Linked DNA regions of Zea mays: region 2 is linked to region 1. A link is a contact called in public Hi-C data. All regions are on one chromosome and are shown on one strand. Each heading gives the region's core, a stretch centred on a gene start, on an enhancer-like site or on the middle of the called end of the contact. The rest is flanking DNA. Distances are from core to core; before and after follow the strand shown.

Region 1 (7,156 bases), core at 2,990-5,489:
AAACTTCCCCACTGGACAAAATTCTGATATCCTGTGCCATTTCCAGCCTATGCAACACTTCTCTGACAAGCCCCAGCTGCAACCTTACATTACCCACTTCTTTATGCCCCCAGGACTGCAATGTGCGAGCTAACCTTTTAAGCTTCAATGACACATGCTCCAACGGACAGGAGCCCCCAACTGGCAAGCTCCAGGACGCACCCACCACCTCCAGAAAACCAGGAAAATTGGGCCAGAAACTCTCAAAGTGAAACCGTCTTTTCCCCAAGCAGCTCTCTCTGACCTTGAGGATCAAAGGACAATGATCTGAAGATGTGGTAGCATTACTATGAAGCGAAGCGTCTGGAAAAAGATCTTCCCAACAGCTAGTGCAAAAGACATGGTCCAGCTTAACAAGAGTTGGGGCATCTCTCTGGTTGGACCAAGTAAACCTCCTTCCCTTCAAATGAATCTCTTTCAGATCTAAGGAATTAATAAGCCTACGGAAGTCCCCCAACATAGCCCTGTTAATATTGGAATTGTTCTTGTCTTCCTCCCTGAAAATCAGATTAAAGTCTCCCCCAATGATCCATGGTCCCACACAGGTATTTCTGATTTCTCTTAATTCGTGAAGAAAGGAGGATTTAAGACTGTCCTGGTGAGGACCATACACTCCAGTGAACCACCAGCAAGAACCATTTTTCTCTTGCAATTTAACTGAAACCGAAAAATGCCTGATAACTGAAGCCAAAGATGAAAAAGCTCCATCGCGCCAGGATACCAGCACCCCTCCTCTGGTACCAATCGCAGGGCTGAAAACAAAATTGCTGAAACCAGACCCCAAAATTGAGAGCACATCAAAATCTGAAATAGAACAAAGTTTGGTTTCCTGCAGGCAAACAACCGAAGGTCTAATATCAATCACCAAAGATTTAACAGAATCTCTCTTCACACGATCATTCAGCCCTCTCACATTCCAGATTAAAAAACAGTTTGAATCCATTCAAACAAAGATCAAACACCACCAGCAAACCAGCCCCACCACACCTAAACAGGTCCATTCAGCGGCACCGTCCAGCCAAACAGCGCTGCCAAAGCAGCAATATGGACGCTAGAGAGCCCAGAAACAAATAGCTTCGCATAATTACCGGCATCCTGGACAGAAATAACTTCATTATCATCACAGAAACCCAACTGCCTGCAGACCTGGGCAGCAGCCTCCGAACCGAGTTCTAGAGGAAATTTGGCCACCCTCCTGCTCCGCCTTGGCATAAAATTACTAGGAAGAGGCTTCTTCCTTCTCTTTGGAATCTGTGGAGTTGGCAGCAAGGCATCCACTGGTTTAGTGACCAAACACTGGAACTCGCACAAGGGCGAAGAAATCACCATAGAATTATCAAGACCCGACTGAACCAACGGGCCATCCTGATCATCCAAAATAGAAGGTCTCAACCTCCTGGAGTAGACCCTAAAAACAGGCGGCTTCAAATTCCATCTAGCAGAAGAAGCCCTGACAACACAACTCACTGCCAAATCCGAATCCTCCCTCAACACAGCAGCCAAATCAGCAGAGGCACCATCAGGAGAATAACCAGGAACCACAGCATCACACAAGGCCAGAACACCAGGCGCCGCCAACATCTCAACCGCAGCACACGGGAGGGTAGGGGCATCAACTGGTTCTGCCAACGAATCCGAAGAGACAGACGCCGCCACAGCATCACTGTTATCCATCGACGCATCCAAAAGCCCCACATCATCAGAGGGTCCAACACGCGTCGACGAGGAATGAAGACGAGGGCCCAGCCGCGAGTGCACCGAAGCCCGAGGCAATGAGGCCTGATCACCCAGTCTCTGCACCCGCCGAGCCCGACGACTCGGCCCCGGCTCATCATCAGAGGGATCCGATGGAGGTGGCTGCAGCTGCTCCTCCACAAGGACACCCTCCGGCCCGATAATCTTCACCAACACAGGGAACACCAACGAACGTGGAATCCAAACTCCGTCTTCATCGGGGACCGCTGGCTCCACAGCATGAAGGTCCAACACCTTCGGCAACTCCACGGGAGAGCGGCACCAAGCACTCAACCTGATGACCGACAAGTCCTCCCCGCTGATAGAATCCGGGTGTAGTCCCTGAACCAGGCAATAAGGACCAAGCAAAACCTCCGCTGTCTCCAATCCCCAAAGGTGAGCAGGGATACCACGGAGCTCGACGTCAATGAGGGAAGACAAGACACTGCCTCCCGAAGCAAAAGCCTGCCTAGTCCATCTCTTAATATGCAACCTCAATGGAGGGACAAAGAGCGACGGTCCTCCACTAAACACCTGCCCAGCCAGCTCCTCCGAGGGGAAGAGGACAATAAAAGAACCTGGCGCAGCACGACGTAGGCGGAGCGCATCAGCATCAAGGCCAAACCTTGAGGCGAGCGCCTCTCTAACCTCCGTGGCGCAACCAGATCCTTCTTGCCCAACAACGCTGACGATCAGGGCATGGCGAAGCTCCAACTCAGCACGGTCGAGCATCCTGGACCGCCCAATAAACCTCACAGGGCGAGGACCATCCTGAGCCGCGGGCGACAAGTCTCCCGAAGATAGCAGCAGAGGATCACCGCCAAGACCACCACTAGGCCCGGACCTGCGCCTTCGCTGCCCACGGCGGGTACGCCGCTTCCCGCTGATCGCGGCATCGGAACCACCAAGCGTCGAGCCACCCGCCATGGCTTGGTCGGCACCAGCGACCGCCGCCGGGGCCTCCATGGAAATTGGCCGCCACACCAGTCTGCGCACAGGAGCGGCCAGGTTCGTTTGCCTGCGCGGGCACTCGCTCACACGGTGCCCCGGCCGCCTGCAGAAGAAGCACCGCACCCTGTTCGAACACCGCGCCGCCCGATGATCAGCAGAGAAACAGTTGAAACATCTGCCCCGCAGATCAACCGGCACTGGTCTGGGTTCTGGCAGGGGAGGGCGACGAGTCAAGCGGCGGTCGCGACGACTCTGGACAGTCTTCCAGCCGCCACCAGCCCTCTCCACTGCCAACCGAGAAACAGGGCGCTGCGAGGACACCAGCGCATCCCTGTAGGAGCGGCGACCCTGAGACGAGGCCACACCCACGGCCGCCGGGACAGCGCCCGCCGAGACAGCGCCCGCGCCCGCCGCCGCCGGGATAGCACCTGCGCCCGCCGGGACAGCGTCCGCCGGGGCAGCACCCACGCTCGCCGCGCCCGCCGCGCCTGCTGCGCTGTCGTCACGCCACCGCTGCGCCTTGGACCGACCACAAACAGAGGGCCCCGCCGACGCCGGGGAAGAGGAGAGGTGATTGGCCGCCGGGATCGGAGTGATCTCCGGCGTGGGGCTGGTGGAGGAAGGTGAAGAGGCGTCGGGGGTAGAGGAGAGGGTCAGGGGATAGGAACGGTCAGGCGGGAAAGGAAGGGGCGCCATCACAGTTTTCTATACTTGATGTGCACATAGCTAGTGGAAGTTTTCTTCAGATGATGGCAGGAGACGGTAGTACCTCCAGTGAGTTTTCAAACGGTTAACAGATGCCTCCTTTTCTTATGTTCTGATGAAGGGTACCTTCAAATTTTACTGCATGGAAAGATGAGGTAAGTGCTGGTGTTTTACTGGTTCTTCAGAAGGAATGTAATGGAACCTGGCCTACCAGTACCACTGGCAGTGGCAGCAGCAGCAGAAGCAACAGCAATTGCAGCTCCATTGTCCACTTTAATTTTGTTGCCTTGCATAACAGTGGGTTCCAGGACAGACAGTGTGTCAGTGGCTGCCTCAAGGATAACAAACTCCTTTGGCACTTTCCACAGCATGGAAATTGTGTGGACTTTCTCTCCGGCCTCAGCTCTGCTTCTGTTCAGACAAGCTTTGTTTTCCACCAAAAAGAAGAAGAAAAAAAAGGTTGATAAATCCCATCGTATTACAAAAGCAGTTTGCATCCCTGTTTTGAACATGTGCATTCCATTCCTTGGTGGTGCATGTCACTTCGATGCTGCTTTTGGACCTCACTTTGCCAGTGCAGTGCAATCCCTCACCTGCCATGCCTACTCCTAGATTTGCTCAAAGATCACATCTCTCATCTCATCTGTTGATTGCTTTCATGTAATCTAGGTTATCCTCTAACCTTAGTTGTACCTGAAGGATAACCAAGGCGCAGTGGTAAACCAAGGACCAGAAAGCACTGCCAGTGTGCCATCTGAAACTCCTGGTCATTCTCTTTTACTACCATTGAAAGATCGATCTAAGAGGGAGGGGGGACTCAAAAGGCAAAGGACAAAGGCAAGGCTGCAGGCTTTGCTTTGATTCTACCCTGACCCCCAGCAAAACATTAGGCCCTTCAAAAGCACATCAGAACCTGCTGCAGCAACAAGAAACTGTGAAGAAAGCACACAGCCTGTCCACAGCATATTATTGTGCAGACTGCAGCGCAGAGAGAGGTGGCTTTGCACTTGGCTAGTTGCATGCACCACTCCATGACCATGAGAAGCTCATAGGACTAGGAGGCTGGTGGCGGTAGTGCAAAAAAGAAACTGGAGGTAGTATAGGATTATGAGCAGGCCAGCTTGGTCTGCGAGGGAGGCATTGGCGGCCTCAGCCGTGGCCGCCGTCCTGCTTGGAGGCCTTGTGCTGATGTCTTTGGTGGTGGGGAGGGACGCGAGGACGCCATCGCCAGCTAGCGCGGCTGCGCCTGCGGTGGGTGGTAGAAGGATGGTGATCGGAGCCAGTGGAAGGTTGGCTGGTCAGAGGAGGGCAGCGGAGGAGCTGAAGGGTGGTGATGATCCTTTGAGCAGCAGCAAGAGGAGGGTGCCCAATGGACCGGATCCAATCCACAACAGGTACCTTCTCTTTCTTGCGTGCAAATTAACATGGAATGCTCTCTCTCTCTCTCTCTCTAAAACTTTCTGTTCATTTTTGTCTCACTAAATTCAAGCTGAATACATGTAAAAAGAATCGGCCTCAATAGCAGCTTGAGATTTGGTCATGTTACAAATCAAGTCCCTATTTTTCATGCTCTTGCATGGGCCTCCTGACATCCTCTTTTGACACCCAATGGCAAAATGGTAGAAGATGAGAAGAACATGATATGTACTTCTTTTGCCATGTTCCTCCAAGGATCCCCATAAACTCCTAAGGTCCACGTGTATTATTGAAGTGGATTGGAGTGAAAATCAAACTCAGTCCCACCCTAATCCACTCTAACACACACACACACATGAACTGAAATGGATACAGCTGCACCTAAATAAGACCTAACTGTGGATGCAAATGCATCCAAACAAGGTCTAATTGTCTCTACCATATCATCAGTGTAAAACTGTAGACTAAATCAACGGTGATAAAGTAGAGTGCTAAAAATCTGATAGACTGAGGCAAAAAAGTAGAGTGTAGAACATGATATATCTACTTAAATTCTGTCACTGAAAAAGGATGATTACACAGTTTGTCTTCATTGCACACCATCTCCCAAATTAAAAAGCAAAATCTTGAACAACACACTTGTTGCATGGTGTTGTATTGCAACGCTTTCCCCTTCCCCTATTTCCCAAAGGCTCACAGCTCAGTCGTGCGTTCTTCCAGGGGAGCTGGAGAGTCTGGAAGCTCACCAGGCCGAGCGTAGGCAGCAGCGGTGCACGCCGGCCGCCCCCCAAAGAATGGAAGTTTCCCAAACACTTGGCGCTGGATCCCTCTTCTCATCTGTGGTGGTGGTGGCCTGGTGTGTGTGTGTGTGTGGGGGGGGGGGGGGGGGGGGGGGGGGGGGGGGGCGGGTCTGGCGCCGGGACGTCACGTTCTAAGCACTGCTATTTGTGATGGTTTCGGCACGAATTAAAGACACTGGCTTTTCCGAAAACAAAAGGCCACGTACTCTACTGATGACGGCACAAACGAAAGACAGCACTGTCAAGCTTCCCTCTCACGAAAGACGTACGCCGGATTAAAGTTTGAGCAGAGAGAGAGAGATGTGCAAGAGCTCCTTTGTTAATTTCACTGGTTGCTTTGCTTTGCACATGTGTGTAGTATTTATTCTTCTTCTTCTTTGTTTTTCATGTTTGTTTCCTTGTTGTATTGATTGGAAGAGGATGTTGCAAGTTTGCGATATACTAGAGGAACACGTAAAGAGATAAGATGGCAATATAATTCCCAGAGGCTTTGTTTGTGATCTGTCCGGCCTGTGATGAGATGTGAAATCTGTTTGCGATGTATGGCCCTGGGACTAGCTCCTTTTGGAACGAAGGATTTTAATTCCTGTTTCCTGCGTTTTTTTCTATGGAAATAAACTAATTCATGTGAAATTTCTATATGATTTCTATGTTAAGGCTTTTGATTTCCTGTGCTTTTGATTTGCCTATCTGTTAGCATATTCATGCAAATAACCACATCGTTTTTGCATATGTTAAGGCTGTAGTAGAATGTGTACACAATACTACCATATTTGCGCTGCAGAAGAAGAGCAGGTTGATATAGTGGAAGTGGTCATACGTTCTCGCATACCAGCAGCAACATATCCACTCGTGCTGGTCAACACTTGCAACAACAGTAGTAGCATCTTCATGGTATCCACACGTGTGAGAATGAAACACACAACATCGCTATACTAGCACGTGCGCGCAACGAGAGATATACACACAACATCGCTATGCTAGCACGTGCGCGCAGCGAGAGATATGGCGTCTCCGTCTTGGACGCTCGCAACACTAGGAAGAGAGGTGGCGACTGTGGCTTGGATCAGATGTATCTTTCTCTCTTTAGCATATGCCTACTCCTCCATATATACATATATATATATAAACACCTGCTAATGAGTTTTTACCCTAAACGATCATTAGTGTTCTCATGTATTACAGTTGTATATATTCAACAATCTCTCATTTGTACCAGATTCAATCATCTATGTGTGTTCCAACCCCGTAAGTGTTTAAGCCGTTAGGTTCATGTGTAGTCGATCATGATCGAAAACTAATAGGGGCCGTTAGGTTCATGTGTAGTCGATCATGATCGAAAACTAATAGGGGCGCCTAACAACATAATTTGAATCTTTTGTACACATAAAGATCACATCAACTGAATCTTCATATATATATATAATGTATATGGATCCCTGGGCTTTCAATAGCTGGGTGAAAGCCCTGACCCGATGTTGTCAACAGGTTCAGTCGCACCAGGTCTGAAG
Region 2 (7,156 bases), core at 3,088-5,587, 990 kb before region 1:
AGCAAAGAACTCCACTCCAAGACACATCAAATAGATTGGATCCTCTCCAAGCCACCAAATCAACTCAATTCCATTAGGGACTTGAGAGAGGGTTTTCTTGTGTTCTTTGTTGCTCTTGTTGCTTGGCTTGGCTTTTCTTTTCTTTCTCTCATTCTCAAGTGCTTTGTAAGCAAGGCAAGAGACACCAAGTGTGTGGTGGTCCTTATGAGGTCTTAGTGACCCGTGAGATTAAGGAAGAAGGCCCACTCGCTCTAAGTGACCGTTTGAGAGATGGAAAGGGTTGAAATAGACTCGGCCTTTGTGACCTCCTCAACGGGGACTAGGTTCTTTGGAACCGAACCTCGGTAAAACAAATCATTGTGTTCATTCGCTTGATTCTCATTTGATTTGTTTCCCCCTCTCTCCCAGACTCGATTTTAGTTCTAACACTAACCCCGGCTTGTAGTGTGTGTTTAAAGTTGTAAATTTTAGATTACGCCTATTCACCCCCCCCCCCTCTAGGCGACTTTCAATATGGCACATCTCTTCGTCAGCTTCATCAATCTTCTTCTAGAGTTCAGATAGCCGAAGCATTTTCTCTCTTCTTCTCTCCACTTGTTGGATGGCCTCTAGATCTCTGATCTCTTGATCCAGCTCCTCTTCCTGTGGTGTTGGGCTAATGGCCTTCCTTTTCTGGTTTCGAGCCTCTCTCAGAGGGAGCCCCTCTTGGTTGATGTTCAGCGGTGCAAGGGCAGCCCCTGGCGCTATTGCCTTCTTCGGAGGCATGACGAAGATTGTTGTTCGAGTTCCTGGTGTCGAAGGTGATCGTTTGAGTTCACCGGAGGTGGGCGCCAATGTTGGTCACTTGTTCTCAAATGTTGTGGATCAAGAACAAGGCAACACAATTATCAAACATTAAGGACCTTCATCCTTCGAAGCATTATCTCCTCTCGGATATAATGATCTTCAGACGAAGGTCATGAAGAACACATCAGATAAACATATTAACATTATCCATTCATATATTTATCCCATGATAAACATATTAACATTATCAGAATTTATATTACATTGATACCTTCGGCTTGTTTGAAGGTGATGACGTGAGAGCAATTACAATCCAGCGTGAACAATACGAGGGTATTGTTCATCTATTTGTAGGCAACCATAAGGGTTCGTACGCTATTACATTTATGCCCTCAATAATTACATACAGAGCTTACAAGATGTCACAAGGGCTACATCGTCATTTGTATTTAATAACTTGAGCAACACCTTCTCCTTGCATCGTCTCATTGTTTCGTCGTGACGAAGCCTGCTTGACAAAGTGTGCTTCGTTGTACTTTGTTTTCGTTGTGCCGAAGCCACGTTATCTACCCATTTCACCATGACGAAGTCTGTTGGACGAAGCTTGCTTCGCTCCTCTTGTGTTATACCAAAGCTTTTCTGGTGACAAAGCTCCTGTAATATTTAGTAGTATGCTGAAAGCAAATGGATAGCTGTGTTTTTAGTACCATTGGAAGAGGAAGACCCCCAACACTTCCAAAGACTCGGCGCACGGAACACGGGGGCCACTGTCGCTACCCGTGCTTTGTTGTCAAAGTAGACCCATGTAAACCGCCCTAGGGCGCCTGGTCCCACTTGTAAGCTATAGTGTAGGTAGAGTTAATGGTGTATCCATCCGTGTTGTACCTAATCACATTGTAATGACATGTAATAACCCTTTGAAGGGGAATATTCTAGGGATAACGTAGGTAACCAGGGGCATAATTGTATTTACCAAGGTGAGACCGCCCCCTGGTTACCTATAAATACCCCCGTACTGTATCCTAATTCGAGATGCTGAAAAACACTGTTGCTCTAATACACCGTGTTGTCAAGCATCAAATCATCCCCGTTCTCCTACTGTTTGGATTAGCTTGACCATGTGTCAGCAAGTTCCAACAGGAGGATCACAAATATGCTCAATTTGTGCTAGAAATTGCCAAGAGAGGTCTCGCACACGAGCACCACTTCTATTTATATGTTCCAAACATTTCTAGTCGTTTTGTGCAAGTAACACAGCTTCTGCGCACACGCAGACAGTCTGCGCCCTCATGTCGAATGGTCCCTTGTACACAGTAACAGTTATATCCTCGTTTGAAACCTGTTAGAGTTGTCAGATAAAGGCTAGCCCATATGGTCCGCCACCCACGGCCGGACGATCTGAGATCTGGCAACTAAACTCACCTGAGCTCCGATTAGACCACTTTAACACGGGCAGATTGTTCGCCCTCCAAGACCGAACGGTCCGCCACCTGGGAGACATTACTGTCCAGACTAAAACCCCGAACAGTTCATAGTACACTTGATCAAAAACACATAGTGTTGGGGACTTGTTCTCAAATGCTATGAGTTAAGAACAAGGCAACACAAAATATTAAATGTTAATGTCCTTCGTCCTTCGAAGCATTATTTCCCTTAGGATATAACGATCTTCGGACGAAGGTCATGAAGGACGTACCTTCATCATCACGGTATACGTTAATGAAAGACAGAGCATATGAAACATGAAGATAACATGAATAATCATATAACATCATTCACATATCTTCATTATATAATCTTGAATAGATAAAGACAATATTTAATTACATTTGTGCCTTCGGCTTGATAGAAGGCAAAAATCCAAGCGTGGCGCACGAGCGAATACAAGATAGCGTGAACAGTACAGGGGTACTGTTCATCCATTTATAGGCACAGGACGCAGCCTGTGAGGAATTACATTCATGCCCTTTACAAATGATTACAATCATAATACAAGCTATCATGGACCGATTGGTCATTTCATCTTTAAGTCGGTACATCCGGTAGTACGCTATGAAGCTCTCTGATTGGCAGCTTCGGCTTTGCTTCTGTGTCGATCTTCCGAAGGTGTTTATTCTTATGGGACCTTCGGCGACGAAGCAGACCCCCAACACATAGTCTCTGCCCAAAATATTTTAGCACCTGTGGACGGTCCGCTGACCCTGGTCAGGTCTGTACAACCATACAGGGGCTTGTGTAAACATGCAATCCCTCTAGTTAGGACCGCGGACGAGCCGACCCTAAGGTCCAGATGGTCTGCAATACAAGAGCTCAAATTACTCCGAGAAGGACCACTTCTGTTGGTCCACATAGTGAGTCACGGACAGTCTGCCAATCCCGGTCGAACGGTCCGTTGACCAATGAACCACTTAACTTTTCAACCACGCTTTTGAAAAGATTTTAACTCTCGAAATCGGAAGCGTTGTTAGTCCTAATACAAATGCAACTACTAGATGCTCTATGAGGCATGCGTTTGGTTGCAATGACAGGACGGGATGGGATGGGACGATCCCTCAAATTAGGTTGTTTGGTTCTGGGTCAAGGGTTAGGACAGGACTATCCAGTGTTGTCCCCTATTGTCCCTCAAAATTGGAGGAATGAGAGAGGACGTCAGGGGACGACCCTGTCCTAGCTGTCCCGCAATCAAACACACCCTAAGTTTCCCATAGATAAATGTCATTTACCTCTCTTGATAGTACGACTATTTATCCGACTAATTCGGTCAATTTCTTCTCTAAACACCTTGTGACCGGAAAAAACAAAAGGGCTATTTAAATTTGTACCCTCAGTTTTATAACCTTCCTCATTTTTACTCTTAATTATGTTTTTTTCTTAGTACCCTTAGAAAAAATGCAGGCAATACGTAAAAATATATACACTACCTTATGCTGTTCAGCAATTGGCCAGATCCAGTTCTGAGCGAAGTCGAGGACGATCCAGTCGAGCTTCCTCGAGAACGCGGACGCCTAGCCGGCGGCAGCACAGCCCCGATGGCAAGGCGCTCGAACGGCGCGGCGAGGCCGTCGAACGCCTTCTGGAGGAGCCCGACCTTCTTCGGAAGGACGTCGGCGGTTGACTCGGCGCCCTCGGGGAGGCCATCGACGCCGGGCAGGTCCAGCCTGACGATGCATAGGTGCGCCGCGAGCTCCAGCGGGATGGAGCCCTGCAGCTTGGCGGCGTTCCTCGGCGTGGAGACGAAGGTGACGGCGTGGCCGCGCCGCGCCAGCCGCTTGGAGAGGTCCAGAAACGTGATCATGTGGCCGAACGCCAGTCATGGGAACACGACGATGTGGAGAGCTTGACATTCGGTCTATTAGGTTAATTCGGTTCGGTCTATTCGAGTTTGTGAAATTTCAGGTTTTGAAAAATGAGAACCGAAATTTTCAAAAAAAATTAGGAACCGAACCCGAATAGACTCACAATTTCGGTTCGGTCTATTCGGTCCACCGAATAGACCCAAATTATAGAGAGACTAGTATATTTTGTCAAAATATATACAATGAATAATTAATTGAAAGTACTATTATTACAACAAGTGACTATAAAATTAGCATACAAAGATATATATATTATTGTTAAGATGATATTATTATTTCTAGCTAATAAGTTCATAAATCATATAATAATATCATCACATATTAAGAGCTTTTTTATATTTCGGGTTATTCGTTCTATTCGGGTTTTAAAAGTTCAGAATCGAACCCGAATCCATACCCCGAAATATAGCACGTATAGGAACCGAATCCGAACCCAAAAACCCAAATAGACCGACAATTCGATCTATTCGGGTTCGGTTCAGGTTCGGGTTCGGTTTTAAACTGCCTGTTTGGTTGATGTGCGGAAGGTTGCAGCTGCACTCGCGGAGTCTCAAAGTGCATATTGTTTGGTTTACTTCTCTCAGCGTACTGGTTGAACGGATGCAAAAATAGATGGCGAGCCAGGCCCGCGTGAGATGCTCCCAGCGCGCGTACGCCGGCGTGCAGTCCGGTGGCATGCTGTTGCATGTAGTTGCACGCAAAACGAGAACGCATTTATATGTTCTTGCATCATATCTTTTAAATAAAAAAGTTAATCATCGAACCGATTTTATATTCGTGTTCCTGGATTTTTTTTGAACAAAACTAGACCACACATGCTATATAATATTTAAAGATTTATTTATTCACTTTTCTCTAATACATGTTTTGGTGTAGATAACCAAACACAGGTTATATTTGTCCTGAATGTAATAATACAACCAACCAAACAAAAGCATATGTACATACCAAGCTTGTACACAAGGAGCCTGACCCGTCGGATATGAGCCAGCCTACCTGTGTACAACAACCAATCAGACGGAAAATGTCCACCCCTATTCTTGGGTGTCGTCCTCTTCCATGGCCAGCCACTGTAGAATCTAGCAGGTAGCTTGACTACTGCGTGCGCAGATGAAATGGTACGGCAGCACCTTTGATATGAAATCAGATGACACCGGAGGTTTCTTCTACTCAGATTATTCGGATCGGATGCACGCAGATGTGTTTATAATTCGTATGTCCGCTCAGCCAAGAGGGCTCAGGTGACCCCTACACGTTGGCATGGATACAGAGGACCCGTTTGATTCTGCACCAGTGTGGCCCGTACTGACAGACTGGGCCAAGCCAGATGTGTGAGGTGCAATTATTTTGTGTTTTGGTATTGTTGCACCAAACAGATCAGGCCAACACGGTCTCTTGTTTGTTTTGCTGCACCATAGGCCGGTCATTAACACTGACAAAAGGTGCAACACACCAGCTAGGCTCTCAAAAACGACTTTGAATTTTATTGCTTGGGAGCTGGACCACGGGTGCTTCAAATACCATGATAGCCACACCCAAAACAAATAAACCACCAGGCCAATCATAGTGTCCGTTTATTTTGGCTTTTTGTTGAGGAGCTTTTCTGACAATTGGTTGTGACGTTGTGTGGAGAATCTGACTATATGGAAAATATGAGTATCATGGAATTACGTACGGAAAAAGATGAAGTAGTCTATAGGGTTTAGGATTTAGTAAGTGACGGATTCCTTCTATTATGACGATTCGATCGATTAGGTGTTCATGTTCATTTTAGACGGTTTTCACCAAAGCGATTCTCATAAAAACAGACTGAAAAACTAAACGTTTGGTATTCTGCAGCAGCTTTTAGCGTCCAAAATCAGAAGAAAAAAAAACTAAAACAAACATGCCCATAATCTGATAGCTTGTCAAGGCATCTGAGTTTGGGAAACAAATAGGCCCGCATTAGGGACAGTTTGTTTCCATAGTGCTAAAATTTAGCACATGCTATATTTAAACACCTTGCTAAACTTTAGCATTTAAGGGTTGTTTGGATACAAGTGCTAAACTCCTAATTAATGCCCTAATTAATACCTCTTTAGCACAGTTCGATGGGGGAAGAGAAAGCAACAGTTGGACCATGGTGGGGGAGAGAGAAAGGGGTTATGATCACTTTTAACACATTTTAGTATCTTTGGTGGAGCTAAAATGCTAATGTGTGCTAAATAGTAGCACAACACTTTTTGTCAGCCTGTTTGGTCCCTCATGTGCTAAACTTGCTAAACTTTAGCAAAAAAGTTTAGTGCTAAGGGAAAATAAACATGACCATAGTTAGGTCCTAGCCCACTCATATACCATTCTCATGGTCTTTTTGTTTAGCCCCTAAGGAAAATAAACTTTAGTGACTAGTGAACTTTAGTCACTTTTAGCCCCTAAGGACATGTACAACCTAGAGACCCTAGAACGGTTTTCTAAATACAAGAGACAGCTAAGAGACTGCATAGTATAATCCTAAGTGTCCTTGGATTATAAATGTAGTTAAGAGACAATAAATATAAATAGTCGTGAAGAGACCGGCTCTTTGTGAAGAGCTCGTCTCTTGATTTTTTCGCTTACCCCCTAGAGACCTCTCAAGAGACGCCTCAATTAATGGGGTTGTACATGACCTAAAGAAGCAAACAAGGTAATTAGAAGCCTCCAACTAAAGTTTAGTCCTCTAGTCACCAAGGGGTTGACTAAAATGACTAAAATGACATTTTTACTGCATTTGCCCTGCCCTCCTTCCTTGTGCCCTATAAAATAGAGGTGATGCAGTCTTTATGTATAGTAATTAAAGCTTGCAGGTGGTAGACTAACCGTAAAGAATCGACTTTGGGGATGTCCATTCATAGCTCTCCCTATGTTGCCAGTTTTGTCTTTAATTATCAGTTTTCTTCATTACCGTTTGCTTTGCAGGTTGAAGATGATGGTTCGATCGTTAAGATCGGTCATGAAGAGAAGCTTGATGACTACATGAAGTCCTTTGATGATCTCCA

Evidence for each region. A called contact is a pair of places that touch in the nucleus more often than the background predicts.
Region 2: a contact with region 1 is called in a Hi-C map of tassel, with 4 times the contacts expected there. The contact joins the promoter of LOC109940837 here to the promoter of LOC115072888 in region 1. A contact is called at or near these places in 2 of 25 Hi-C or Micro-C datasets (ear and tassel).

What each region holds. Positions count from the first base shown.
Region 1 is chr7:15,814,807-15,821,962 of Zm-B73-REFERENCE-NAM-5.0, reverse strand. LOC115072888 reads left to right here and starts at 4,239. Exons shown (of 2, transcript NM_001371024.2): 1 at 4,239-4,823; 2 at 5,566-7,156. The coding sequence starts at 4,537. The coding sequence ends at 5,605.
Region 2 is chr7:16,804,631-16,811,786 of Zm-B73-REFERENCE-NAM-5.0, reverse strand. It overlaps LOC109940837 (UDP-glycosyltransferase 91A1), which reads right to left and starts at 4,337. Exons shown (of 2, transcript XM_020541163.2): 1 at 3,708-4,337; 2 at 2,539-3,081. The coding sequence starts at 4,081. The coding sequence ends at 3,066.